Linked DNA regions of Mus musculus: regions 1, 2, 3, 5 and 6 are each linked to region 4. The links are chromatin contacts, called in public HiChIP or PLAC-seq and promoter capture Hi-C maps. All regions are on one chromosome and are shown on one strand. The core of a region is the stretch at or near the end of the contact, and the rest is flanking DNA. Distances in the headings are between cores, read along the strand shown.

The links. Promoter capture Hi-C pulls out the DNA fragments that hold promoters and counts their contacts. HiChIP or PLAC-seq counts read pairs in DNA pulled down with a chosen protein or histone mark. Capture Hi-C pulls out chosen DNA fragments and counts their contacts.
Region 1: a contact with region 4 is called in a promoter capture Hi-C map of pre-B cells. The contact joins the promoter of Impdh1 here to the promoter of Tspan33 in region 4. A contact is called at or near these places in 9 of 39 promoter capture datasets (the 3T3-L1 cell line, 3T3-L1-derived adipocytes, the HPC-7 cell line and 4 more) and 2 of 115 datasets of contacts at active chromatin or transcription factors (bone marrow-derived macrophages and pancreatic cancer cells).
Region 2: an HNF4G HiChIP or PLAC-seq map of pancreatic cancer cells shows a contact between it and region 4. The contact joins the promoter of Smkr-ps here to the promoter of Tspan33 in region 4. A contact is called at or near these places in 1 of 39 promoter capture datasets (stem cell-derived epiblast-like cells) and 2 of 115 datasets of contacts at active chromatin or transcription factors (embryonic stem cells and pancreatic cancer cells).
Region 3: a contact with region 4 is called in a promoter capture Hi-C map of adipose tissue. The contact joins the promoter of Ccdc136 here to the promoter of Tspan33 in region 4. A contact is called at or near these places in 13 of 39 promoter capture datasets (the 3T3-L1 cell line, 3T3-L1-derived adipocytes, the C10 cell line and 8 more), 1 of 15 datasets of contacts at CTCF or cohesin (the NIH/3T3 cell line), 2 of 484 Hi-C or Micro-C datasets (embryonic fibroblasts and embryonic stem cells), 2 of 115 datasets of contacts at active chromatin or transcription factors (the SCID.adh cell line and pancreatic cancer cells) and 4 of 9 other capture datasets (adipose tissue, embryonic stem cells, liver and 1 more).
Region 5: a promoter capture Hi-C map of stem cell-derived epiblast-like cells shows a contact between it and region 4, with 2.2 times the contacts expected there. The contact joins the promoter of Fam71f1 here to the promoter of Tspan33 in region 4. A contact is called at or near these places in 8 of 39 promoter capture datasets (3T3-L1-derived adipocytes, cranial neural crest, embryonic stem cells and 4 more), 1 of 115 datasets of contacts at active chromatin or transcription factors (pancreatic cancer cells) and 1 of 9 other capture datasets (liver).
Region 6: a contact with region 4 is called in a promoter capture Hi-C map of pre-B cells, with 2.8 times the contacts expected there. The contact joins the promoter of Calu here to the promoter of Tspan33 in region 4. A contact is called at or near these places in 4 of 39 promoter capture datasets (3T3-L1-derived adipocytes, the C10 cell line, embryonic stem cells and 1 more), 1 of 15 datasets of contacts at CTCF or cohesin (the NIH/3T3 cell line), 4 of 115 datasets of contacts at active chromatin or transcription factors (bone marrow-derived macrophages, cardiomyocytes, large pre-B cells and 1 more) and 3 of 9 other capture datasets (adipose tissue, liver and macrophages).

What each region holds. Positions count from the first base shown.
Region 1 is chr6:29,213,460-29,217,951 of GRCm38.p6, reverse strand. It overlaps Impdh1 (inosine monophosphate dehydrogenase 1), which reads left to right and starts at 1,588. Exons shown (of 15, transcript NM_001302933.1): 1 at 1,588-1,880. The coding sequence starts at 1,711.
Region 2 is chr6:29,983,356-29,987,445 of GRCm38.p6, reverse strand. It overlaps Smkr-ps (smal lysine rich protein 1, pseudogene), which reads right to left and starts at 2,117. Exons shown (of 2, transcript NR_040264.1): 1 at 1,980-2,117.
Region 3 is chr6:29,395,206-29,399,418 of GRCm38.p6, reverse strand. It overlaps Ccdc136 (coiled-coil domain containing 136), which reads right to left and starts at 2,844. Exons shown (of 18, transcript NM_001347071.1): 1 at 2,677-2,844; 2 at 1,833-1,940; 3 at 1-218. The coding sequence starts at 2,734.
Region 4 is chr6:29,692,961-29,697,196 of GRCm38.p6, reverse strand. It overlaps Tspan33 (tetraspanin 33), which reads right to left and starts at 2,983. Exons shown (of 8, transcript NM_146173.3): 1 at 2,653-2,983. The coding sequence starts at 2,754.
Region 5 is chr6:29,317,563-29,321,768 of GRCm38.p6, reverse strand. It overlaps Fam71f1 (family with sequence similarity 71, member F1), which reads right to left and starts at 2,629. Exons shown (of 7, transcript NM_001289663.1): 1 at 2,322-2,629; 2 at 957-1,141. The coding sequence starts at 2,570.
Region 6 is chr6:29,346,475-29,350,612 of GRCm38.p6, reverse strand. Calu (calumenin) reads right to left here and starts at 2,507. Exons shown (of 7, transcript NM_007594.4): 1 at 2,405-2,507.

The DNA of each region.
Region 1 (4,492 bases), core at 339-2,838, 480 kb after region 4:
AAATCATATTGGAGAGGAAAGGGTTTATTTGGCTTATACTTCACATTGTGGTTCATCATTGAAGGAAGTTGGAACAGGAACTCAAGCAGGGCTGGAATGGAATCTTTTTTTTTTTTTTTTTTTTTTTTTTTTTTTTGGTTTTTTTTCGAGATAGGGTTTCTCTGTATAGCCCTGGCTGTCCTGGAGCTCACTTTGTAGACCAGGCTGGCCTTGAACTCAGAAATCCGCCTGCCTCTGCCTCCCGAGTGCTGGGATTAAAGGCGTGCGCCACCACGCCCGGCACAGGGCTGGAATCTGGAAGCAGAAACTGACTGATGCAGAGGCCATGGGGAGGTGCCATGATCTTCATGGCTTGCTCAGCTTACTTTCTTATAGAACCCAGGACCACCTGCCCAGGGATGGCACCACCCACAGTAGGCTGGGGCCTCCCAACCACTAAGCAAATGCTCTACAGCCTGATCTTAGTCATTTTATCATTTTCTCAATTGACATTTACTTGGTTCAGATGGGGGGAGGGGTGTGTGCCCACGACAGAGTCTGGTACCAAGGGCAGAGTTAACTTCTGTCAAGTTGACATCAAACTAGCCAACACAAAGACCATAATTTTGGGTTCTTGAAATGGATCTTAGTGCCAGCAGATCATCCAACTTTATTTATTTTATGTGTGTAGGTGTCTTTCTACATGTATATCTGTGCAGCATGTTCATGCAGTGCCTGTAGAACCCAGAAGAAGGCAACGAATCACCTGTTACAACCTGACAGTTGTAAGCTGCCATATGGGTGCTAGGAATTGAACCAGGGTCCTATGGAAAAGCAACCCGTGCTCTTAATCACTGAGCCATCTTAACAGCCCCAGATCACCAAGCGTCTATTATTTATTCCTGAGATCGTCAGATGTTAAAAAAAAAAAAAAAGTATTCAGTGTAAGAATTGTCAGTTGTTTGTTTTCTATCTACTCGGCCTCCTCGAACAAATTGCCCGAAGGCAGTAACTCTTCTTGCTTTCCCAGAGAGTTGCTTTATGAAAGCTGACAATAGTAACAAAGCTGAAATAGAAAGTGTTTTCTAGGCAGCAGATGAGCAAATGCGAGTTAGTGCGTGTGTGCTCAGCCCTACTTCCCTGTAAAGGAAGACTATAAGCAGGGCAAGACTAGGGTCTTTTCCTTCAGGAGCTAGTAGCCTGTTTGTCTTCCCTGGGTAGCAGTATAAAGAAATGGTGAGGGTTGTTGAATAGGTAGGGCTTGCTGGAGTGTCCCACCTCTCTTGCCCAGGACTGGAAGCACTCCAAGAGGCCATGCAATAATAGTTCATTACCCTGGTGTTTGCGCTCCTTTTCCTCAGATGAAACCAGGAGAAACTCGAAGGTGCACGACACAGGGTACAGCGGAGGGTCCTCTTCAGTTGGGTCCTTGAAGAACACAAACCTCGCTCCACCTCACCATCTGCTCATCTGCTTACTTTTCAGCCTGAGTGGCGTCTCATGGGGGCGGAACAGAGCGTAGTGCCAAGGGCGGAGCCCTATGGACTCCAGGACCCCAAACCAGCTCTTCCAGAGCCCCGCCTCCCAACAACCAGCCCCGCCCCTTCCAGTAGACCCCGCCCACTACCCCGCTCCCTCCGGGAGCGGACTGGGGCTCTTATTGCCTACGCCGGTTCGGGAGCCTCCACGCGGAGAGGCTCCCGCCGCCTAGAGCTGCGGCCTCCGCATGGCATGGAGGAACCGCTCTCACCCCCACCGGAGTCCGGGCTGCTCTCGCCGCTGCTGCAGGGAGGTGGAGCGGCTGCCGCTCCAGAGCCCGGAGCCCGGCAACACCCGGGACATGAGACCGCGGCGCAGCGGTACAGCGCCCGCCTGCTGCAGGCCGGCTACGAGCCGGAGAGGTGACGCCCAGGGCAAGGCGCGCGGGCGCATCCGGGGCGGGCGGCAGAGAAGGGCGCGGCAACGCCGGGAGACCGGGTAGCGCTGCGGGGGAGGCCAGAGGCAGGTCCCCTCTACTGCCATTGCACTTCCCCAGACGCAGTTAGACTGTCATACACCTGACTCTTGGCTGGCGGATGCAGGCGGGCACTGTGCAAACAGTTCAGTGCCGCGTTACTCCGGGGAGCTGGAGAGAGGGCGCAGGTTGTAATATCGCTCCCTAACATTTTATCTAAGATCCGACCTATACTACACACTCAGCGACGCTTGGTACAAGTGGCTCCGACCTCTGGGGTACAAAAAGTGCTTGTTGGAGTCCCGGTCCAACGGCGCTTTCTCCTCAGCTTTCTTCTTCCTAGAATGTATTCAATAGGTGTGGGTGTCCGGATTGAGTGTCTCCCTAGGACTAGGGGAAGGTACTTGCACTTTCTCACCAGGCACTGAGATCCAGTGAGGCGGCTGCTGTTCACTCCTTGGAAAGACTTGTACCCCAATGCAGGGGGTCTGAAAGGCAATGAATGAGGGTCCCTGGAGAAAGAGTTGGGGCAGTGAACTGGGCCTCAAGGGAACGAGCTGAAAAAAGAGACAGCGGCTAATCTCTGGATTGTATCGCAGTTTGAAATGCAATCCTACTGTCCTTCCGGTCCAGGGGATTTGGACTTCTTTCTCTACCCCATCTGCTGGTGCTCAGCAGCTTGGGGAGGTGATCTGGCAGCTGGGTTTTGAGGGGAGGGTGGTCTGGGGAATTAGCCAGGTAGTTCTTCTGCCCAGGGTTTGGCCGCTTATGTAAGAACTTTTAACGGCTTTTGGGGCTACGAAGCCCAGCCCCTCCTGCCGTTGCTGGCTGTCTCTTTAGAACTGACTTAGGCTTAAGCAACCTGCCATCCGTTTTTCTATAATAGAAATCTAGTTTGGAGGGCTTGGGGTTTTAGAGAGGTGCCACTATATGGGAGGAAGCGGGCCACGGTACTTGTGAGCTCGAAGGAAACTAGGACTGTAGAATCTCAGAGTTCAGGCAGGTGCATCTCTTTTTCAGATGTACTGCTGCATCAAAGGGACAGTGCCAACCCCACACTTCCCGCCCCCCACTTAGGCTCAGAATGGCCTGTGTAAACTTGGACCCCAGCCAGGCCAGTATAAAATCCAAAACCTGCCAGCTAAGACCTCTATCTGCCTCCACCAACCTGAATGAAGGTGTAGGAAAAGGCAAGGGTTCTCTGAGAAGCCCTAGGCTTCAGTCCAGCAGCATTACTGGTCTCTCTGGCTTGAACTTGGGTGAGCCCTGCCTATTTATCCCGGCATAACAATGCTAATGTTGTCTTTACCTTTTCCCCCCTAAAAGTGTTGTTTTGAAATCTTGTTCCTCTAAACAACCTCAGATCAGATAGAGTCCTCTGGACTGCTTGCCTGAACTTTAGTGCCCTGGTGGACACTATTCCCCTATTCCCCTGAGCAGCTGCCTTAGGCCTGCCCCCTGCCCTTGAAGCTGTGAGGAGGGGAGTCTCAGGGGACCAGCTGCCCTTCCTTGCGTTAAAGAGGCCCACTGGTTGCCTGGTGTCTCCTCCCTGTGGAGGAAGCAGCTGGGGAATTGCAGGAAGAGGGAGGGGGGAAGCCAGGGGGATGGATTAAGTCTCTAGAAAAGGACAGCCTAACCCAGCCTTGAGCCCAGCAGCTTAGAGTAATAAAGAGCTCTGACATAGGTCAAAGCAGGAGGGAGAATGGGGCCCTGAAGTCTGTAATCACTGGGAAGGTGACCCTCCCCATAGCTGCCAGTCTCCTCTCTTGGGACCCAAAGTCCTAGGCTGGGGCAGATGACACATTAAAGTTACCTGAGGTGATGGGTTCTAGCTGTTCTGGGCACCACCAGCCTTGGCTGAACCCTGAACCAGAGCCAGTCTTGACTCATGATGTAGGGAATAGTGACCCAGAGTAGGCTCCTTAGAAACCCAGAGAGACCACTGGGACAGGCCATGCTCAGAGCCTATGATTGATATGGTGGCTATTTCTTCTGTGTCTAGGAAGGGTGGTTCAGAATAACCAGGGTGTGTCTTCTGGCTAGTCTCACTGTTCTGACTATAAGTAACAAGCAAGAGGTTCTAGTGCTGGCTCCCCGTATGGCCTGGGCTTCTAGAATGAAGCCCTGAGTGCTGGAGAACCCGAGAGGATCCCTGGCAAGCAGATACCAATCCCTGCTTTGCCAAGGACTCGGACACTCTCCTCTCCTTTCCCATGCTCCAGGGTCTTCGGGGCTTACACCAGGCCCTATCCTTTGGGCTCCACTGGTGCCCACCTCCCAAGAGCCAAGAAGACATCTGTAAATCCTCTGTAATACTGAGCTCCATGGGAGACTCGCCTTTCCCTTTGCACATGCATGGAACAGCCTCTGTTTTCCTGGCAGGGTCCCGGGGGTACCATTGGGGAGGTTGGGCACCCCAGAGAGCCTGGTGGCTTGGAAGCCAAGGCTCCCCTGGGCCTGGCTGTCACCACACTGTCGAGAGGTAAACAAACCCAGCCTTCCTGGGGTGGGGAGAAAAGGAGACACAGCAGCTCTCAAGGCAGGGAGGGAGAAGAGTGT
Region 2 (4,090 bases), core at 868-3,367, 290 kb before region 4:
TGGGAGGGGAGTCTGGGAGATCTCAGGGCACTCCCCACACCCCATCAGCGACAGACTTCCTCCAGAGCTGCAACCACCTCCCTAAATAGTGCTCCAACTGGGGACCAAGGGTTCAAATATCTGTGTCTATGGAGGATAGTCTCATTAAAACCATTCCAACTACTTAATAGTGATTAATAATTAATAGTAACTGAGAGGAACCCAGAGGGTTGGTTTGTGAGTTTACCACTGAATTCCTTAGCCTAAACTATTATTTGGCACACCGAATGGATGAACCATTTGCTAAATGAATAATGAATTACAATCAGATGGGTGTGTTGGTTCAAATATGAAATGTCTCTAACAGGTTCACATGTTGATTGTTTATTCCCAAGAGGGCCTTGAGGAGACTTTAGGGGGGTAGAACTAGGTAGCAGAAGTAGGTCTTTAGGGGTGGGTCTCACCTGGCCCTACCCTCTTTGCTTTCTGACCTTCCCTGTTGGACTCTCCGCTGCCCTAAGCTCTGCCTTCTCCACTACGTGAGACGGAAACCTGAGTGTGACCCCGAATAAGCCCTCCTTCTCTTGAACTGTTGTTTCAGGTGTTTGGTCATAGCCACCTGAAGAAATAAATACAGACACTTTGCGGTTGGAGAGGCTATGCAAAGATAAAGGGACCAACCAAGATCAGAGTGGCTGTCCACAAGCAAATGGGGAGTAGGGCAGGGTGGGATGGAAAGGGGGAGGGGCGATCAGGTCTGGAAAGCAAGTGAAGAGCAGCTTTGGCCTTCAGCCTCTGTAAACTAACAAGCTGGACATTTATACAAAGAGCCGGAAGAAGCCGTTAGTTTCGAGGGCTTTGTAAGTTATTCTTCATTTTCCTGGATCCGGAAAAAGAAGAGCAGTAGAGTAGAAGCCGAGAAACAAGTCAGGAGATGGCACCTTTACTTAATACTATACTTAGTTCCAGAAGAAAACATTAGAACCGCAGGCTTACTAAACACATCCCAAACTGCAGGCTAAAGGAAAGCAAGACAGGCAGGACACCTCAAGCGTGGTGCAAAGGGCTGTGGGTACTTACAGGACAGGAGGGACCAGGAGGTATTTCTACTCTAGGAGATAAAAAGACTAGTAGCAGCCATAGGGCAGGTGCAAGGAGAGCAACATCCGTCTAGTTCGGGGAAGACTTTTCCTTAAGCAGAGATGGTAATACCATAATTGTGCAAGAAGTTGAGGCCCCTTTACCCAGTGCATGCTTAGCAGCAAGTTCAACAGTGAAGAGAACAGCGTGTCCCTGAGGGCTGCGGACAGGGGCAACAAAACCACAGCCACTCTAGAAAGAAAAATGAGGCTGGGAAGGACGGCACCGGCAGGAGGAGGGTTAGGGTAGGGTGGGGTTAGATGCAGTGTGGACACCTCTCCCTCCTCCCAAGGCCAACCTTACTTTATTACATGTAAAGAATTCCACCATACATCTCAGGGCAGCCTGAACAGTCCCTTATTGGCGTGTACTTAGTTTGGGGGGATCCAAACCTCGTTGCTGATCTTCCTCTATTTCCCAAACGCCAAAGCATCTTCTAGGAGTGAAAAAAGTTACCCCACAGAACCAAGGGACTAAAACCAGTTTCACAGAAAGGGTACAGCCTGAATCTGCTGCTGCTGTCCATCAGATGCAGGTCATCTTAAGTCCATCTTAAGTCCGTCTCAGAATGAGCCCTCCTACTATACGCTGGGTTGAACTGTACCGGTGGGGACGACAAAAGACCTAGGTCTCAAAGGCTTACTGGGGCTATGGCGAGCGCTTGCGAACCTCCCACTTTAAGATGGGTATTTCCGTGGTCATTTCTATCTCAGCTGAGGTGATTGTGACACCAGTCCCCAGTCTCGAAATTCAGGCCCCACATTTCTTCCCCATACCCCCCACCTCTACTCCCCCACCCCGGCGTCGCAGTCTTCCGGCCCCGATCCTGGTGCTTCCCTAGCCTCCGCGAGCGCTCTCACCGGCGTTGTGCCGCCTGCCCCGGCCGTGGCCGCACCTCCAATTGGGCGCCTTCGCGGTGTGCGGAGGCGCAGATGCTGGTAAGCAAGGCTCGGCTCACTCCACTCGGGGCGGCACCCGGACAGCTCGCTTTCGAGTGCACAAACCCCGCGGAACCTCGAACTGTTTATTTGTTGCTAGGGCACCGGGGCGGGGCATGCCGCACTGGGCGGAGCCCTTGTGAGCTCAGTTTGTGTGTTCCGATTCGGTTTACGCGGAGGTGACGATGATTAAGAACTCAAACTGGGAGCAAAGTTGCAAAGTTTTGTCTCCGGCAGTGCGATTGGGCGGGGCATGAGGGGAAGGGGCGGGCCGCCAAGATCAGCAGTTTTGTCTTTGGGAAGGAAAGGCTAGAGAGAGTGTAAGCTAAATCAGTCTCTTGAAATCTTCAGAAACTCTTTCACTTCTTCTGATAAACAAGAATAAGGTCTCTGAGGGTCGAGGTGAGAATAACAGAAGAAATGTCTGTAAGAGTCTAGTACAGGCCTCAGGAGAGGAAAGTGGGCAGGGTTCGTACATTATGGGTGGGATTAGCTTCTAACCTTGTGAGTCCATCCTTTTCTCCCAGAAAGGGAATGCGTTTGGGGGCATAACTCCAATTGTTTTTTTTTTATTTTTTTTATTTTTTTAGAACTTGCCATTCCATTTTATTCAGTAAGCGGATATTGTATATCTGTCGCGTGCCTGACTCCCGCTTGCCATGGGAATTCAGTGCCCAATATGAGCCAAGGTTCTTGAACTAAAAAGGTTGGAGGAGGAAGATGGGAACACAGCAAAGAGGAAGGGTATGAATTGCAAGCGCTGGCCACAGTTAAAAGTGATAGGTGCAGAGTTGGCTCAGTGGTAAAGAGCACTTGCTTTTGCAGAGGACCCAGGTTGGGCTCTCAGCACCCACAGGGCTGTTCACAACCATCCAGTCCCAGGGATCCAGCGCCCTCTTCTGACCTCCACAGGCACCAGGCAGCTCACTATACAGTGCACTGATACACATGCAGACAAAACACTCACCACACAAAAAAATAAAAACAAATAAACGTTACAAAACAAAACAAACAAAAAAACCCAAACGACCAGGAACAGTCCAAATCATGGGCCGGATATGGTAAACCCAGGGCAGGAGGCAGGTGAACCAAGAAGCAGGTTAAAATCCTGAAAAGACCTTACATGCTATAGTAGGTTTTGCTAGCTTTTCTCCAGCCTGGTTAGTGAAATGACTTTCAAAATCAAGTCTTTATGTCCTTTGGAGTTTTCACTGACAAGACTGTGTTTTGTCTGGCAATTTTATCATGATTTATATATCCCTTGATATGGCAAACTCTGTGTTTTCTCCTTTGTGGACTGGCTTCTAATCCAAGGATTGGGAGTGAGCCCCTTTCCCTGCCTGTATCTCAATGTTTTGTTTTGCTTTGTTTTGTTTGCAGCTTTCCAAGGTTAATCTCTACTGGGATCATTTCAAAATTTGTTCCTTTTTTTTTTTCCTGATCAACAACTTGTGATGGTGGTACCATGGTGAAGTGGGTTCTTGACTACATACAAGGTTTAGAAGACTTCATTGCGTTGGGAGTGACAATGGGGTGTTTTGAATGATAACAGTCCCCACAGGCACATATATATGAATATTTGGTCCCTGGTTGGTGGAACTGTTTGGGAAGAATGAAGAGGTGTGGCCTTGCTGGAGGAGGTGTGTCACTGGAGGAGGGCTTTGGCAGTTTCAAAAGTCTGTGCCAGACCCATCCCTCCCTCCCCTCCCTCCCCTCCCTCAAACTTATGGATAAGATGTAAGCCCTCAGCTCCTGCTCCAGTGTCATGGTTACCTGCCTGCTGCGATGCTCTACATCATAATGGTCATGGGCTCACCCTCTGAATTTGTAAGCAAGCCCCCCAATAAATGCCTGAGCGAGGTGGGGGTGGGGAGAGAAGCGTGGCAGGAGCGAGCAGGGCCAGAGCAGAGCGAGGCCAGAAAGAAAAAGTTTGTAAATGCTTTGTTCTATAAGTTGGTCATGGTGTCTCTTCACAGCCATGGAAGAGTGACTCAGACAGACAGTGGTAGTCTTTATTCTGAGGGAATATACAA
Region 3 (4,213 bases), core at 1,595-4,094, 300 kb after region 4:
CCCAGCAAGCTCACGGGTCTCCTCCAGCTCTGCCACCAGCTGCAGCACCTGGGCCCTCAGCTCCTCCAGCTCTGTCTCTGTCAGGCTCAGGCCCCGATGCTTGCCCATTGAAAGGGAGCCCAAACTGCCTCCTTTCTCTACTTGCTCTTCTTCGACCTCTTCCTCTTCCTCCTCTTCCTCCTCCTCTTCCTCATATAGAGCTGGAAGTAACACCTCCCCTAGGAGAGACAACCATCCCACCACACAGTCAGTGCCCAATCTAGAACCCTGCACCTTACCTCCCCAGGGCCTGGTCTGCAGAGTAGTGTCACCTGGTGTCCCCCGAGGTTCCCTGGGTAGAACCTAACTCATGGTCAGGCTCTGGTAGGTCAAATTTGGATGCACCTTCTCCAGCTTCCAAACGCCTAATATTGGACGTCTCCTGCCTGTCCAGCAGCCTTGTGCTGGCTCAGCTACAAGAAGCTTGCATGAGGACACCTGGCTCTAGTAGTCTGAACTCTGGGTAGTAGGACAAGGAGTTAAGAAAGGATTCAGACATTCAGACACCAGCTGTTTATGTAGGCCAAATGAAGCAAGCTTGGGGGAAAAACAACCTAGGTGGCTTGCAAGGTATTAGCCGTTTCATAATAAGAAAACACTGGCTTGGTCTGTAGATAGAAGAGGAAACATTAGGCGGAGTTGTTTACTGCATCCATTTTGGAACCCTTTCAAATGCATGTTGTCAAATATCTTTTTGAGGTTTTTCTACACCTGTTGTTTCCCTGTTGGGTACCACAAGGATCATCTCTTTCCTTCTGACCCAAGTTGATGTTGAGAGTTGTCAGGCTGAACTCATCTCAAAGAAAGTCTGCCATCTTAACACACTCTTCTAAACCACTCATTTATTTATTTACTGCATACGGGTGCTCTCCCTGCATGTGTGTCTGTCCATCATGGGAGGGCAATGCCCTTTCAGGTCAGAAGAGGGTATTAGAGCTTCTAAGACTGGAGTCACAGACAGCTGTGGGCTGCGATGTGGGTGCCGGGAACTGATCAATTGCTAAGCCATCTCTCCAGTCCTGTTGACACATTTGAAAAACTAATTTGGTACTGGTCCTCATGTTCAGACTCCTGAACACCTTTTTTTTCTCCTTCTTCTTCTTCACTGCAATGCAATCTTGTCTTGGTAGGGATTGCTTTGTTTTTAATCCTGGGTCTCTGGCCTTCCTTCCCTTTTCTAACACCAACAGCATACGGTTCATCTGAGACCCCTTATGTCATCTAGTCTCTAGGGAAGGCCTGTGCTGAACTACAGAGGGGCCTGGGGACACTTCACAAGAAGTCCTGGATAATGTGTTGGTACTGCCTGCCCTGTTACACGCGAGTGCTGTTGGGAAATAGACTCCATCTAGCCCTCTCCTAAGCACGTTCTTACTAAAGCTGCAGGGTTCCATTCAGAGTTGACGGTGGTGGCATCAGATAGACAGTTCTCATGCCCATGTCCTGGCTTTTAAAAATAAGAGACAGCTTGGGATCTGGGTCAGCAGGCAGTGAGAAGAACAAGCCCCCTGCCGAAAGCCTGTTTCCAGGCTGGGTTGAGCAGGGCCTCTCTCTGTCTGGCAGCTTCCCGGGACACACAACCTGGTTAGCTGGGTGATTGGCGCCCCAAAGGGATGTGCCCAAACTTCCCACAATGCCTGAGCCCAGGGGAGGCTTGGAGCTCAGCCACCAGGGAGGAGGGGCCTGAGATGAAGTGAGGGGAGGGCCCTGTTCTGGCTCAGAGTTCTGGGGTCAGGGAAGGAAGAAGGGAGCTACGGAGTAGGGCGATAGAAAGCCTTTTTCAGAAAACTCACCGTCCATAGCTTGCATCCCACGGCGCTCCAGAGACCCCCAGCGTTGGCCTTTCTTCCTCTCACAACCCTCAGATACCTCATAGGAGCCTAAAGTGGTTACTGTGGGTCCTGTGAGCCGGGAGAAAGTAAGAACTGTAGGAATAGAGGGGCCTGGGGCTGAGGGGAAAGAAAGGGACGTGCATTCTTATATGGGAGCCCCGGAATTTGCAATCACACTGGAGAAGCCTGACTCACTCTGCCCAGCTCTGTGATTCTATTCCCTCAGCCACCTCTCATGCCTATGGAGGGGACCCCAGTCCGGCGCGGCCCAACCTCAGCACCCCTGTTCCCGGCTCCTCTCCCTCGCTCAGACAGAAGAGGGTGAGTGTTTGTTTAGCTTGGGGCATAAGAAGAGGGGTAGGGTGGGAACTAGGAAAGAAGGTTTTGGGAGGATCCTATATAGCAAAGCAGAGAAGGGAGGGGTGGCCGGCTCAGGAGAGGAGAGAAGGGGCTCTAAACTAGGCCGTTTCTCTTTCTCTCCCCTTCCCTCCCTCACCAAACCTCGCCCACCCCACCCTCTCCCGGTGGTCAAGAGCTTTGATGAACTAGAAGGGTGCAGGCTCTAGAGACAACTCCCCCGCCCCCCTCGTGAGCTGGAAACACAATCGGGCTGGAGAGACTAACTGGGGAGCGCTTGGGGAGTGACCGCTGGGAAGGGACAACCCAGGTCGAAAGATGGAGAGCAGTATCCGGTGGAGGCCAGGGTGAAGGGAGCCGACTCAGTACCAGGAGCACCTGGGGGTCAGAAGGAAGGAGAGCCGTAGGGGGAAGGAGCATAGGGAGCTGAGAGAGAGGCCGCTCTGACCTGGGCCAGGGCAGCTCCAGCCCGCGGCTCCCGCGCCGGCCCCGCCGCCTGCCTCCATGGCTGCTCCCGCCGCCGCCGCCGCCTCCCGAGCAGAAGCCGCAGCCTCCGGGCCGGGGACCGGGAGCCCGGTGCGCAGGGAGGAGAGAGGGCGGGCCGAGAGGGCGGGGCCTGGCCTGGCCACCTGACGCGAGTGCCCGCCTGTGGCCGCCCGGAAACCCTCCCCCAGTCCCCGGCTCCAGACCCAGTGAGGACCAGCAAAAGAGGTTCAAAACACGTCACTAAAGTGCCCCAGGCTCGTCCGAGGCAGCTTCAGGTCTGCTGCGCCTGAAAAGCGGACGTGAGCTACCGGGTCTTGAGGATGCGCCCAAGGAGTGCTAGCATGGCTTGGTTCTGGCTGCAGAACCCACCCTGGGTCCGCCACGCCTAGGGACCTCAGGGGCTAGTCTTGACGGATGATAGAACCGGGGGGGGGGTGGGGGTGGGGGGGGATGGACTGTTTCCTGCAGATGCGCAAACACACGCGCACTTCCTTGGTTCCCACACAGAGCCAGCGTCCCCATCCCCGCAGTCCACAGAACCCATCCCTCCGGGTAGCCTCAAGCGCCCCAGAGCTACTGCAGGGCTGGCGGATAGTTGAGACCTGCATGTGCCAAGTGCTAGGTGGTGGTACATCACTGCTTTCCCCGAAATCCCACCCAGCCAGAGCTCTCCTCCCAGTGTACCAAGTCCCTCTTTCTTCCCAGCCCTTTGAGCCACGCCCTCTGTGACCTGTGCAGTGTGGGCATCATTGATGTTCCCTGTAACAAGAAATGTGGGAAACCACGAAGCTTTTTTTCAACTTTTCATCTATTTATTCAAGAGATGAACTTGGTCTTGAGGCAGATTTGACATCTCAGCAGGTCTCATTTAGGTCAGAAGTGGATACTCAGGAATCTGCTCCCCGAGTTATAATCGTGGAGAGATTTCTAAGCTTGGTACCTCACACCAGTTCTTTCTCATGTATTCTCACTCCTAAAGTTTGGGCATGGCTTGGCTGGGTTCAACTCCCCAGGCTACTGGGCTCTCAAGCCCTCCATGTTCCTCAGGAATGAAGCAATTCCCTGCACATCTCAGGCTTATCAGTAATTTCAGCATTGTGTTGAGAGTTACTCTCCAGACACCCCATCCCTTCCTTTTTTTAGACTCTCCTGCTGTGCTCTTCTGACCCTCTGGGCAGCATCAGAGTATTGCCTGCTGTTAAGGTTGGGAAGTATCCTAGTTATCTTTGTATCTTCAGTATCAAAGTACCTGACTCATGGAGTAAATGAGTAACATGGAGCTTCCGACTAAGTTAACAACGCCTTCATCATTTATCCCAGATTTTTAACTCATGAATTTAAACTCACGTTCCCTATTAACAATGATGTCTGCCAGGCAGTGATGGCTCACACCTTTAATCCCAGCACCTGGGAGTCAGAGGCAGGCGGATCTATATGATTTAGAAGCCAGCCTGGTCTACCGAGTTAGTTCCAGGACAGCCAAGGCTACACAGAGAAAC
Region 4 (4,236 bases), core at 1,734-4,233:
AAGCAGAAAGGGGAAATTTATTTGATTAGGACACTGGAAGCCTACAAGGGACATCACATGGTCACCAGTCCCTAAAGTGGATGGGAACAGAGAGGAGCTCTGAGCTGGAGAAGTGGCCCTGTATTGATAGCTGCACGTGTGTAGAATAAAACTGGAGCTCTGGGCTTAGGAGAGAAGTGACAAGCAGTATTGCCTAAACAGTACCATCTTTTCACCATCCCTTAGGGAGGCCAGCGTCCCAGGGACCAAGACAGAGAGACTCATGCTTAGATCCTTTAGGTCTTAGAGAGAGAAAACAGTTCCCAAAGTGATTTATTCATCTATAAATAGTTCACAGAAATAGACAAATTCCTCCTTTAGAGGAAAAAGATTAAGGACAGAGAGTCGGATATGTTGGCTTGGCGTCACACAGTAAGTGGGTGCCAGAAAGAAACTGGGCCTCTTGTCCTTCCAGACACTATTTCTAGACCCACCAACATTTTTGCATCTGTAGTAGGTTCAAAATGGGGGTTCTGCTCTAATTTGGGGGTAGTACCAACATGTCTAGCTTCTGATTTCAAACAAAGCATTTTTTATTTTATCTTATTTTAGGTTTTAGGCGGGACCATGCTTATCCAAGTGCTTTCCAAGCAGGTGAGAGAGCATTTTGTCACCCATGTGTGCAGATGCCAAAAGGCCTTCATGAGGCGTTTGTGGTTACATCTTTAAGATGTTTTATTATTATTATTTTATTTATATAGTTTACATTCTTCACCAAGGTAAATGGGCCTATGAGCTTGGCTCTCTTCCAGACTGTGAACCTCCCAAAGTTATTTGTTTGATAAAAGGGCATAGGGTGGAAGCAAACAATCCAAGAAAGCGATTGTGAGATCGTGAACACGAGTGACAGAGGCACTGGCTGCCGGCATTGAGGAGGGCAGGTAAGAGTGAGGCTCCAAAGGAGCAAGGCCTCGGCCGGGAAGCCCATGTGAGGCCCCACTGAAGGTGGTTTCACTAGTGCCTGCCCCTTTGTGGTGAGTTCCCCTTAGTACATTCCCTCAGCCCTGCAGGGTGGTGGAGAGGGCTTTTGCTGTTTTCAAATCTCCCAGGGAAGCAGAAGTAAGGCCAAGAGAACTTGGGTTGACTGGTTACCCCAGCCACAGTAGCAGCCATCCAAGTCCCGGGCTTTCCCTACACACATGCTGGCTCAATTGAAAATCACCAGCCCAAGCCTGCTAACCAGCTGGTGCCACGGGTGAAAATCCTGACTGTTGTTGCGATTTAACTTTCTCCTGTATAAAACCGTGGAAGTTCAGCAACTGCTGGATTTTCTAGTTCCAAAACCGAGACTGTGACAGAAGCCCAAAACTTCAATCTTCCCAAGAGTACAATGGCTGAGAGTGAGCGTCATCACCACCCTCTGGGATGTCTCTCATTTGTCCCAATAGGCTGGCACTTATGTACCCTGTGCCTGTGCTTCACACCAGGGCCCCTGTGAAACCTTTCCAGCAGTGGCCTTGGATCTGCCTTTTCCCAGGAGGCCGTTCAGGCCCACTATTATTCCCTCTGGCAAATCTGAACTATTGGTCTCAGGCTGAAAGAGGCAAAGATGATAGGCTTCTGGGCTGCAGCTTTGGTGCAGTAGAAGCTGGCAGAAGAATGGAGAGATGGGGAAGGACTTCCCCTTGTTATCAAATCCAGAGGGGCCCACGCACTCTCTGGCTATGAAACAGGACTCAGCTAGCATTCTCTAATGGGCTCCCCCTCCCCCTGAATTCTCAGCCCTCTCCTGCCATCCCCCAATACACTGCATTAGATTTTTGCTGGGAGGAAGGGCAGGCCTGTGGACTTGAACATATTTACCCAGATCAGTCAAATCAATAAGGATGGTAGAGAGGGGACGGAAATCCAGGTGTCAGGAGCTCGGGGTTAATATTGTTTACACTTTTCCACCCCAAACAAAAGATTCTGAAAGGAGCCATAGCTTCCAGCCCAACAACAACAACAACAACAACAACAAAATCCTATTTGAATCATCTGAAGCCTGTCAGCTCCAAGTAGAGAAGCTGGTCTTGAAGAAGGTAGGGCAAAGTTTAGGGCCATGCTGGGGTACACATCGGACCTGGAGACCATTCTTAACCCTTTTCAGCCCTGACAGGAGCAGACACCCGAGGCCTGCAAAAGGGACAGATATAGTCCCTTGACACAAGCCCCTGAGGAACTGGGGCGAAGGAAGGCTTGGGGTTTCTCTTCCTTCTCTCTCCCTCCACCCCCGCCCCGCGCCCCGTATGGCCAGTCGGGCCTTCCAGCCCCCAGGCCTGAAAGTCCCTAACCATGAAATATGCCCATGGGGCTGTCCAGCCAGCTCTTTCTTTCCCCAAACCCTTTTTATTTCATGGCCTGACACAGATCCTCATCCCTGCTAAAGCTTCATCCCTGGCAGCAAGGATGATTGCCCACCTCTTAACGTCCCCTTTTGACACGGCGCCACTGTGGTTTTCCTCCCCCGGAGAAATGCCCCCAAGTGTCACCAGCTCAGAAAACTACGAAGCACCACTCGACACGCTCCTGGGCACCGGGCAGCCCAGGCCAAACCTCCCAGCCTCAGGCAGCCCCCTCGGCGCTCCAGAGATGCCCGAGAGTCCGGGTGCCCCCTGACCCCCCGAATCTCACCCAGAAGAGCATGTTGAAGAAGAAGAGCAGGTATTTCACCAGCGGGCTGACGAAGGAGAACTCGTCCCCGTAGGCAGCCGGCACGCCAGGTCTCCGCGCCATGGTCCGCCGCTGCCCCCGGGGGGCCTATCTCCCAGCGGCCACCGGCCCACCTGTGCGCCCTGCAGCCCGGGGCGGGAGCCGCGGGGCCACGGGGACCCGAACGCCGGGGCAGCCGCGCCGCGCCGGGAGCCGCCCGAACCGTGCGTCGGGGAGCCGCGCGGCCAGGGAACGGCGCCGCCGCTGAAGCCGCGGCGGGCAGCGTGAGCAGCGGAGACTCCACCGCGGCCGCAGACCAGCTTGGCCCGCCCGGCTCTCAGGAAACCGGGCCCGCCCCCCGGACGGCCATTGGTGAGGCTGCCCGAGGCTGACTTCTCATTGGTCGGCGGCCCATGTCACTAAGCAGCCAGCCATCCCTCTCCTCCGAGAGGCGGGGGAGACACCTGTTCTGTGAGGGACAACTTGCTAAAGGGTCAGTGGTTCTGCTTCTGCCCGCCTAGACGGAAAGCCTGCAGGCTGCAGCTGCTTAAGGGAAAAAGAATGAGGAAAAGGAATGTTTCCTGCATCCCACACCCACGTCCTCTGCCCAGTTGCTGTGCACGCACGCAAACACACGTACGTTAAAATCAACAAGTACGCACTTTGTGTGTTGAGCAATTCGTTAAACGCTGTGGGAATAGAAAAGAAGGTTGATCCTCAGGGATCAAGACAATAAAATCAGAGTGACAAATGACAGGTACTAACAACCAGAAAGAGAAGAATAAATACCCCTGCTTAGCAATCAAATACTTTAAATGCTCGTTTTAAAAGCCTCATAACCTAACAGTGGAATTCTCAAACCATCCTTTTCTCTCATTACCGTCCAACCTCTCTATCCAAACCCTCTCAGAACGTTTGTTTACGTGGAGACACCGGTTTTTTGTTTTTAATTTTGTTTTGTTTTGTGTTTGGCATGTTAATAGGATATGCACAGATTGACTCCCAAGTACAATGTGGTGTACATTGTACTAGCTACACAAGTACGATTTTAACCTGGGGAGGAGTCTGATTTTGCCATCAATAGCGTGATTCCCCAAGCTACACTTTTTGTAACGTTGAGTGGGAAAACTGCAGCGTAAGGCATTGATCAAATAAGAATCTGTTAGTGCATGCAAATGACTTACACGGAGATGGCTGATAAGGGGGCTCACTAAAATGTGGTACTTTCACTCCTTTAAAAGATTCTTTTAAAATGTGTGTGTGTGTGAGTGTGTGTGTGTGTGTGTGTGTGTGTGTGTGTACCACTGTGCACACAGGTGCTGATGGAAGCCAGAAAAGGATGTCAGATCCCCAGGAACTGGAGTTACCGGGATTTGTGAGCTCCTTAAGTCAGTGCTGGGAACTGAACTTTGGTCCTCTGTAAGAGCAACAAGTGCTCTTAATAACTGAGCCATATCTCTAGCCCTGGTATTTTGTTTCAATAGGATTCAAAATCCAGTGTGGAAATACAATAACTGCATGAATAACTATTATGTAATTGGAAGAAGTTGAGCACCAGAAGGTGTC
Region 5 (4,206 bases), core at 1,380-3,879, 380 kb after region 4:
ACAGGCCAAGGGCACACACGTGGTATACAGATGTTCACGAAGGCAAAACAGTCACATGCATAAAATAAAATTACTAAATCATTTAAAAATATTTAAAAAAAAATAAAGAGAAAGGCACCCCTGAGGAAGCAAGTAGGCTAGAGAGTTGGGGAGACAGTCACTCAAAAACCTCCACCAAAAATATCTGAGACACTTCTCACTGAACCTGGAGCTCATGGTTTTTCTCCTGTCTAGACTGGCTGTTACTTGCCAGTCCCTTGGACCCACCTCTCTTCCTCTATCCCTTAACCCTGGGGTTACAGGCACACACTGTACTCTGGTTTTTGCAGGACTGCGGAGGACGCAAACTCAGATACTCATGTGCATCATGCCATTGTCCCACTCAGACATCTCACCCCCAACTTGTCTTCGAGTATACATGGTTGGGGAGATGTGTATGCACATGCCTGCGGAGCTTATTATATTAGTTAGGCTAGGCTGCAAATGCCCATCTCCACCCATCTCCACCTCCCCAGTGCTGGGATTACGCATGTGCACCACTATACCCATCTTTTTTTTAAAACATGGGTTCTAGAGGTAGAGCTCCTGTCTGCATAGCATGCTCTTTACTGACTGAACTACCTCCCCAGACCCCCACCTATCTCAGGTTACTGCGGTCTAGAGCAGCTAATAGCTGGGCATGATAGTGCTATTGTGTAATCCAAGCACTCAGAATGGGGAGGCAGGTGGGCCAAGAGTTCAAGGCCAGCCTTTACTGCATAATGGGTTCATGGCCAGCCTGAGCAATAAGAGATTGTGTTCTTTCCAAAACAAAGCAAAACCAATAAACCAAAAATCCCAATCAACATCATTGCAAAGATGTCCCAGTTTCACCCCATCTTTGAATTTAACAGGTAGCCTCCCCTTGGATCTGCCCTTTACCCGTCTGGTCCGTCGTTCCCCTCTGTGTTGTTTACCTCTTCAGGTTGATGCTTGGCGCTCTGGATGGTCTGTTCCATGTCTGGCTCTGCCCCTGATGCCATTTGACTCTGGCCATAAGGAGGATGTTCGGAAGGGGAAGGCAAGGTACGGAGGAGGTCACCCCAAGGGCCATTGTGTTGGAAGCCTTATAGATTTCTTTCCAGTTTCTGCTCCTTCTGACCTGCAATGCAGCCCCCAGGCCCAGCCTGAACATTTGGCAAAAGCAGCAAGATGTTTTAGCCGGGTTTCTTCACTCAGCACTAATTTTGTTTTTGATAGCTCTGCCTGGCCGAGAACTCACATGTATAGCAGGACCAGAGAGATCTGCCTGCTTCTGCCTCCCAAGTGTTGGGATTAGAGTCATGCTGTGGTACCACTTAGCTTCTTTGGGAGAGGAGGATTAGGCTGTATTGTGGAGTGTTTGGCAGTGTCCTTAGCCTCTGTCTCCAGAGATGCTTATAGCAAACTCCCACTCTGACAACTGAAAATGTCTCAGACATTGCCAAATGTCCCTTGGAAATGAGGGATACTGCTGTGTTCAGACATGTGTTTTAATCTGTATTGGTCTAAAAACTTTAGTAGGGCTTCTGAGTAATTATTATTATTATTACTATCATCATTTTATTATCATATTTAAACAAAAAAAGGTCTTACTCTATAGCCCAGATTAGTCTCATTCTCAAGGGCATCCTCCTGCCTCAGCCTCCTGAGTGCTGGCATTTCTCCAATAGGACTTAAAGGGCCCACTATTAATGCAAGAGCAAGAACAATCACCCAGAACTCCCTTAGCATCTACTTCGTGTCTGTGGATCTCCCCTTGACAACTTCCCCACTTTGCTTAGAAAACACCCATCCTCATGGCCCTTCTATTTCTTCTAGGTTCTGTCTGGCCCAAGGGGAGGTCAGGAGATAGAGGGAGATTGAAAACACACCAAGCACCCACTAGACCATGCACCTCGCTTGTTGTGTTTAAACAGATTTGTACAGGTTTCATGCACAATGGTACCTCCCCACCAGTGAGCAGAGCCTGCACTCTAAGCTCAGGTTTCTCTGGGCCCCTAGGTCCTATTCTTTGCCAACCAATACTGACTGCCTTAACTTGGCCTCAGGTGACAGACCTGAGAATGGCATAAATTAGGAGTTCCAATACCTAAGTCCCTACTCAGCAAAGAATGCCGGACCTTTCTCACTGAGTGTACACCTACAGGAGAAACCCTGGTCAGCCTTGTGTCTCAGGCCTGCTAGCTCTCCTGCCTCAGTTTACCCTCCACTGCAGTTCTAGGGGTAACTCTTCTGGTTACATCTTGGGAACAGGTTTAGAAGAATCAAGCCGCGCTGTTCTGAATCACATGCAAGAGTACCTGAACAAAGTTGCTTTCGAACACCACGGAGTTAGGAAACAGATTGAATTCTGGAGAATGAACCATCTGGCAGAGTAGTCCTTCCTCCACTCCCAGGCCCACTCCAGGGTTCGTTTCCCCATCCACAGGCAAGAGGCCCCTGAACTTCTCCCAGGCATTCAAGGAAGGGAAGGTTGGATATGATCTTATCACTTTTACTGTCTTCTTCGATGTCCACCAAGACTTTCTAGGTGGAACTGATGTCATCATGTCTGCACATGCTCAGGGGCCCTCTGCACTGTTGTCCTGGGATCTGTCTCTTCCCTTCTGATCATGGGCAGCTGGCCAAGGCCTAAGGGGCAGCCGGTCAGCTCACAATGATGAATGGATGACATCATGAAAAACCACAGCAGGCCTGCAAGAAAGGGAATGAGGAGGAGCCTCCCATTTCCTCCTGGGCCAGTGATGCTCATGGCTGCACTTACTGACATCCCACATCCTTCTCAGGGCCCCCTTGGAGCATTCACGGAACTTGCTGGGAAACCCTGAGGCAGGCAGGAAGCAAGGACTGTTAGGATGCTTCCGCCGCTGCCCAGAAGAAAGGCCCTTCCTGTCTCTCTCTCTCTCTCTCTCCCTCTCTCTCTCTCTCTCTCTCTCTCTCTCTCTCTCTCTCTCTCTCTCTCTCTCTCTCTCGTGTGTGTGTGTGTGTGTGTGTGTGTGTGTGTGTGTGTGTGTGTGTGGTGGTGTGGTGGTGGTGGTGGTAGTGGTGGTGGTAGTAGTGGTGGTGGTGGTGGTGGTGGTGTGTGTGTGTTTGTGTGTTACTGAGGATTAAACCCAGGGACCCATACATGCAGAATGAGCCCTACCAAACTATATCCCCAGCCTACACAGGTCTTGAACTTGTTGTATTACGCCTGAACCTCCTGAGTTCATGAGTGTGCAGGATGTAGTTCATACTCCCCTCTTTACATTTGGTTGATTGGTTGATTGGTGTGTGTGTGTGTGTGTGTGTGTGTGTGTGTGTACAAATGGGTGCAAGTGTGCCACAGTGCATGTGAAAATCAGAGGACAACTTATGAAAATAAATTCTCTCCTATCAGACCATCCGGCTTGGCGGTAAGTACACACCTTTATCTGCTGGGACATCTCACCACGGAGCCATCTTGCTGGCCTCTTCCCTTACTCTCTTAGTGTAAACTATTCTAAACAGTATGAAAAGCTGATGTCTATTCAAAACTAATTTCCAGAGCCTCACATGATGTGATCACCCCCCCACACACACACACATACAACTCCCTCACCCCCTGACTTAGCATGTGAGCCTCCTCCCCACCTCCCACACCCTGGCTTACGTGCAAGAACCATTTCTGCTTCCAGGAGAGCTACTAGTGCCTGCTCTTTGGCTGCTATGGCTGGCTGGTTGCAGCTGCAGTTTTCTCCCTTCAGAGGTCAAAACTAAAGGAGCAGGAGCAATAATTAGTTTCTGACGACAAGGCTGACTATGGGTACCAGCTAGGAGGGGCAGCATTACACACCCATCTCGGTGACAGTGGATCTCCCCAAGAGCCAGAAAAATTAAAAAAAAAATCTAAATTCCTGGGTGTGGAGTGGGTCAAAGAACCAAGCAGACTGATCACCAATCAGAGTCAATGTAAGGAGAAATGGTATTCCAACTTGAACACAATTCTAGGATTTGCTAATGTGTCACCATCAAGGTCGAATGCAATAAATTTAGAAAGATGGTTTTGAAAAAAGATATGCAAAGGACAGAGCTGGATGTTATTCCTGCATTTCATCATAAAGTCAGAGAGGGGCAGAGGGACCCAAGGCTTTCCCAGTCTTGTTCTGCCAGCCCTCTTCCACAGCCACAAGGCTACACCTATCCAAACCCTTGTCACAACTCCCA
Region 6 (4,138 bases), core at 1,258-3,757, 350 kb after region 4:
GTGTCTGAAGGCAGCTACAGTGTATTCATGTACATAAAATAAATAAAAATTTAAAAAAAAAGTCTCTCTATAGCTCCCAAGCTAAAGTCTTGTACTTTTTAGAAACCAACACATTTTATTGGATCAATTGGGGGATATGTGGCAGCAATTTGGCTTTGATGTGCTTTCCAACTTCCAATTCTATTACTGGATCTGGCCCAAAGCCAGGTATAGGCAAATATGTGATTTTAGGGGCTTGCAAGATGATTCAGCCAGTAAAGGCATTTGCCACCCAACTTAACAACTTGAGTTGGACCCAAGGATCTATATGGTGGAACGTGAGAATGAGCTTTCTTTCACGAGCCATCTCTCTGACTTCCACAAGCATGCCAAGGTAGGGTTTACCTGTCCCCATACATAAATATTATTCCATCTGTTTAATTCTAATGTGTTACAGCCTAACGGCATTTATATTTAAAGTTCATAGAAAAGCTGGGTGTGGTGGTGCATCCCTTTAATCTTCTCAGTATACAGGAGGTAGAGATGGGCTGATCTCCTGTGAGTTTGGGGCCAGTCTGCTCTATATAATGAGTTCCAGGTCAGCCAAGGATACCAGTGAGACTTTCTCACATGCAAAACAACATCAAAGCCACAGAGGAAAAAAACCAAGTTTATATAGAAAGAATCCAGGATCCTTTTTTTTTTTTTGGTTTTTCGAGACAGAGTTTCTCTGTGTAGCCCTGGCTGTGCTGGAACTCACTCTGTAGACCAGGCTGGCCTCGAACTCAGAGATTCGCCTGCTTCTGCCTCCCAAGTGCTGGGGATTAAAGGCGTGCACCACCACGCCCAGAGAGAATCCAGGATTATTATTATTATTATTTTTTTTTTTTTTTTTTTTTTTTTGGGTTTTTGAGACAGGGTTTCTCTGTATAGCCCTGGCTGTCCTGGAACTCACTCTGTAGACCAGGCTGGCCTCGAACTTAGAAAGAATCCAGGATCTTAATCAAGCATTTCCCATGACTATTCCTGGCTATTCCGGAAACATCCCTGGCACATCTATGTTACAAAAAAAAATTAAGCTAATACTAACATATTAGTCTCCTGTACTGAAGCAATGATATAACACATCAATTAACATATCACTATATGAATGGCGCCCAACCATGATTGAGAATGACATTGAGAAGAATACACACATACTTTATATTTTTTATGAGCTCATGATTCCTTTTGAATCTTCAAAATATCCTGTTGGAGACCCCTGAAACACTGCCAAACTCATAGTCGGACCAGACAGACATAGTAATAGTAATAGGTATCTTACACACAAGTAATAGGTTCTCTCTGGTCCCACATTTGGACAGAAGAACACAAGTTCTTTAGCAGTGACTATTGCTCGATACTTAAATCTAACTGAATGAGGTCAAATATATACTTCTCCTGGGTCAGCTTTCAGGTATAGCAAAGAATAATTATCAGCCACTCCAGGTCACTCTACCTTCATGTTAAATTAAACTGGAGCGCTATCATTCCCAACTTATTAATGCTGACTTGATGGTTCATGACAGGAAGTGAATGCAATTCTTAAAAAACCCTGTTCCAAGGCTTTGAACGCTTAGGAATTTCGATCAAAGAACCAAAAGTCTTAGCAGATCCACTGATCTTTCCCACTCATGCAAAAGGAACTTTACAAAATGCAAACCACTCTTAATTACAGCAACTATCGCGAATTAAAATTAAGCTCACTTCTGTATACAGCATATCAAAAATCAGAACACTTGGGAATGACAAGCAAAAAACCCGTGATTACTTAAAGGTAATTAACTCCCTAATTAACACGTGAAAACTATTTCCATTAATGACAATATCCAGCCAAACATAGAAAACTGCGACGTTCTTTTCTAATTAACAAGAAGTTTTAAAAATAATGACATTATGTTTTCAATCGTTTTGTTCTCCATGTTCCTACACCCTGTAAGACAGCTAACACTTTCTTTCTTGGCACTTGCAACTCAATTCTCGGGATGTGGCCTTGGGGCGGGGTGGCAGCTCCCAAGAGTCCGGCGAGGTGGCAGGGAGCGGATACTAAAACTCTCTACCCAATTCTCTCCGACCTTCAGGAAACAAACAAAAGTGACCCTCTAGTCCCAGGGACACTGAGTGGAGGAACCCGGGGAGGAGATCAAGGACGCGCGAAACCAGGCACAAAAACGGTGCCCAGGAGGGCGCAGGGCCCGGGAGCTACAACCCTTTCCGCAGAGCTGCGGGACAGCAAGTCGGGGACCGCACTCTGAGGGCCAGAGTGGAGCCTCGGGCCCATCCCGGTGCACTGAGACCGGAGTGAGGACACCCACTACGAATGGGGAACAGGGCCGACGGACAGAATAAGAGCGAACCAGGACCCACCCAGCACCACAGAACTTACCTTTCCCGGGAGCTCCACGCCGCAGGATACCGTGGCTGCGGCTCACCCAGGGAGTGAGCTCCCGCGCACAAGCACCGCCCAACCGGAAGTGGTTAATGGCCCCGCCCCCATCCGACTTGTCGGGGGTCTTCACACCAATCCCCGGCACGATCACTGCTGACGTATGGCTTCTTCGTACGGCCATTGGTCTCACAATCGCGTGGCCGGGATTGGCTGGAAATCGCCACGTCCCCGCGAGCGCGCCGAGTTGCGTGGACCGGATTCCCGCCCAGCTCGGGTTGCCCAGCCCGTGGGGACTCTGAGTCCCAGCTCCTTGCTCTTGGGTGTGTGGGCGCGGCTCGCTGACCTTGGCCCACTGACCGCAACGACCTCATTTACGGCAGGCAACCCTGATTCCCTAGGCTTCTAGTGTAATTCCGATGGCTTTCTTCCTGCCTCCAAGCCCCTGGGGCCGGAATAGTCCCGCTGTAACGTCACCACCCACTGCGAATGAGCCCAACTTCTGGCTCTAGAGTCAGATCTACTGAGCAGCTCTCCGCCCCGCCAACACGCACCTTTCAGCTTCGATTCTCACCCACCATGCTCTTTCGCATCTCTGCCTAAACCATCATGATCCCGGCCTCCCCTAACAGCCTTACAGCCTTACATTTTACACCCATGTGGTCTTTGTCCACAAAGCGGCTTCCTCTGCCTGAAGTATGTTTTCTCGATTTTTCAGCTACTGAAAGCCATCAGTCATGAAACAGGTTGTCATCCTGGAATGTCTTAGGGGAAGCTGTAGTCGTGAAGTTGCCAGTGCTCAGTTAAGGTGTTAGTTTTAGGAATCTTTCCTGGTCAGTAAACAGATAATACGCATGTGCTTTCCTGGCAGTTTGCATTTTCAGTACGCAGCCAGATATTGTTTAATAACGGTGCTTGTCCTTATGTCTTCGATTAGACCAAGTGCCAAAATAAGATCTGCCTGACTTACACATCAGGAGCTCCCAGCTTACAGCCCAGGTCCAAGGAAATTCTCAGCAATACTAAGTGAACTGAATAGAAGAAACTGAATGGAAGAAACCCGTTGCGTTGAAGGCCCCTGATTTAAAAGAAACATAGGAAATTAGCAATTTGTTTTTTTGTTTGTTTGTTTGGAGGGGCGGGGGACAGGAGAGTTTGAACCCAGACTCTGTGCAGGATTCTAGTTGTCCATTCTACCACTGAACTATATAACCTTAGTAAACCCATCACCTACTCAATGCCATGAAATTAAAACATGTATTCATTGAGAGCTACTTTATTTTCTTTCTTTTTTTTAAAGATTTATTTATTATTATATGTAAATACACTGTAGCTGTCTTCAGACACTCCAGAAGAGGGAGTCAGATCTTGTTATGGATGATTGTGAGCCACCATGTGGTTGCTGGGATTTGAACTCTGGACCTTCGGAAGAGCAGTCGGGTGCTCTTACCCACTGAGCCATCTCACCAGCCTGAGAGCTACTTTATTTTCAACATGTATGAAATGAATAGCAAAGCCTCTAGAATTTAAGTCCAGTCAAAACAAAGACTAAGTTCATGAAAGACAATAAAGCAAATCAGTTTGCCCTAAGACAAGGAAAGTGTGCAATTACTGTTTGGAACATCCAAACCACCAACTCAAAATACAACTCTCATCTCAAAGAAAGTTTATTATGGAGCCAAATGTGAGTGACCATGACTAGGAACCCAGATTTCATGTACCAATGTAGTAACA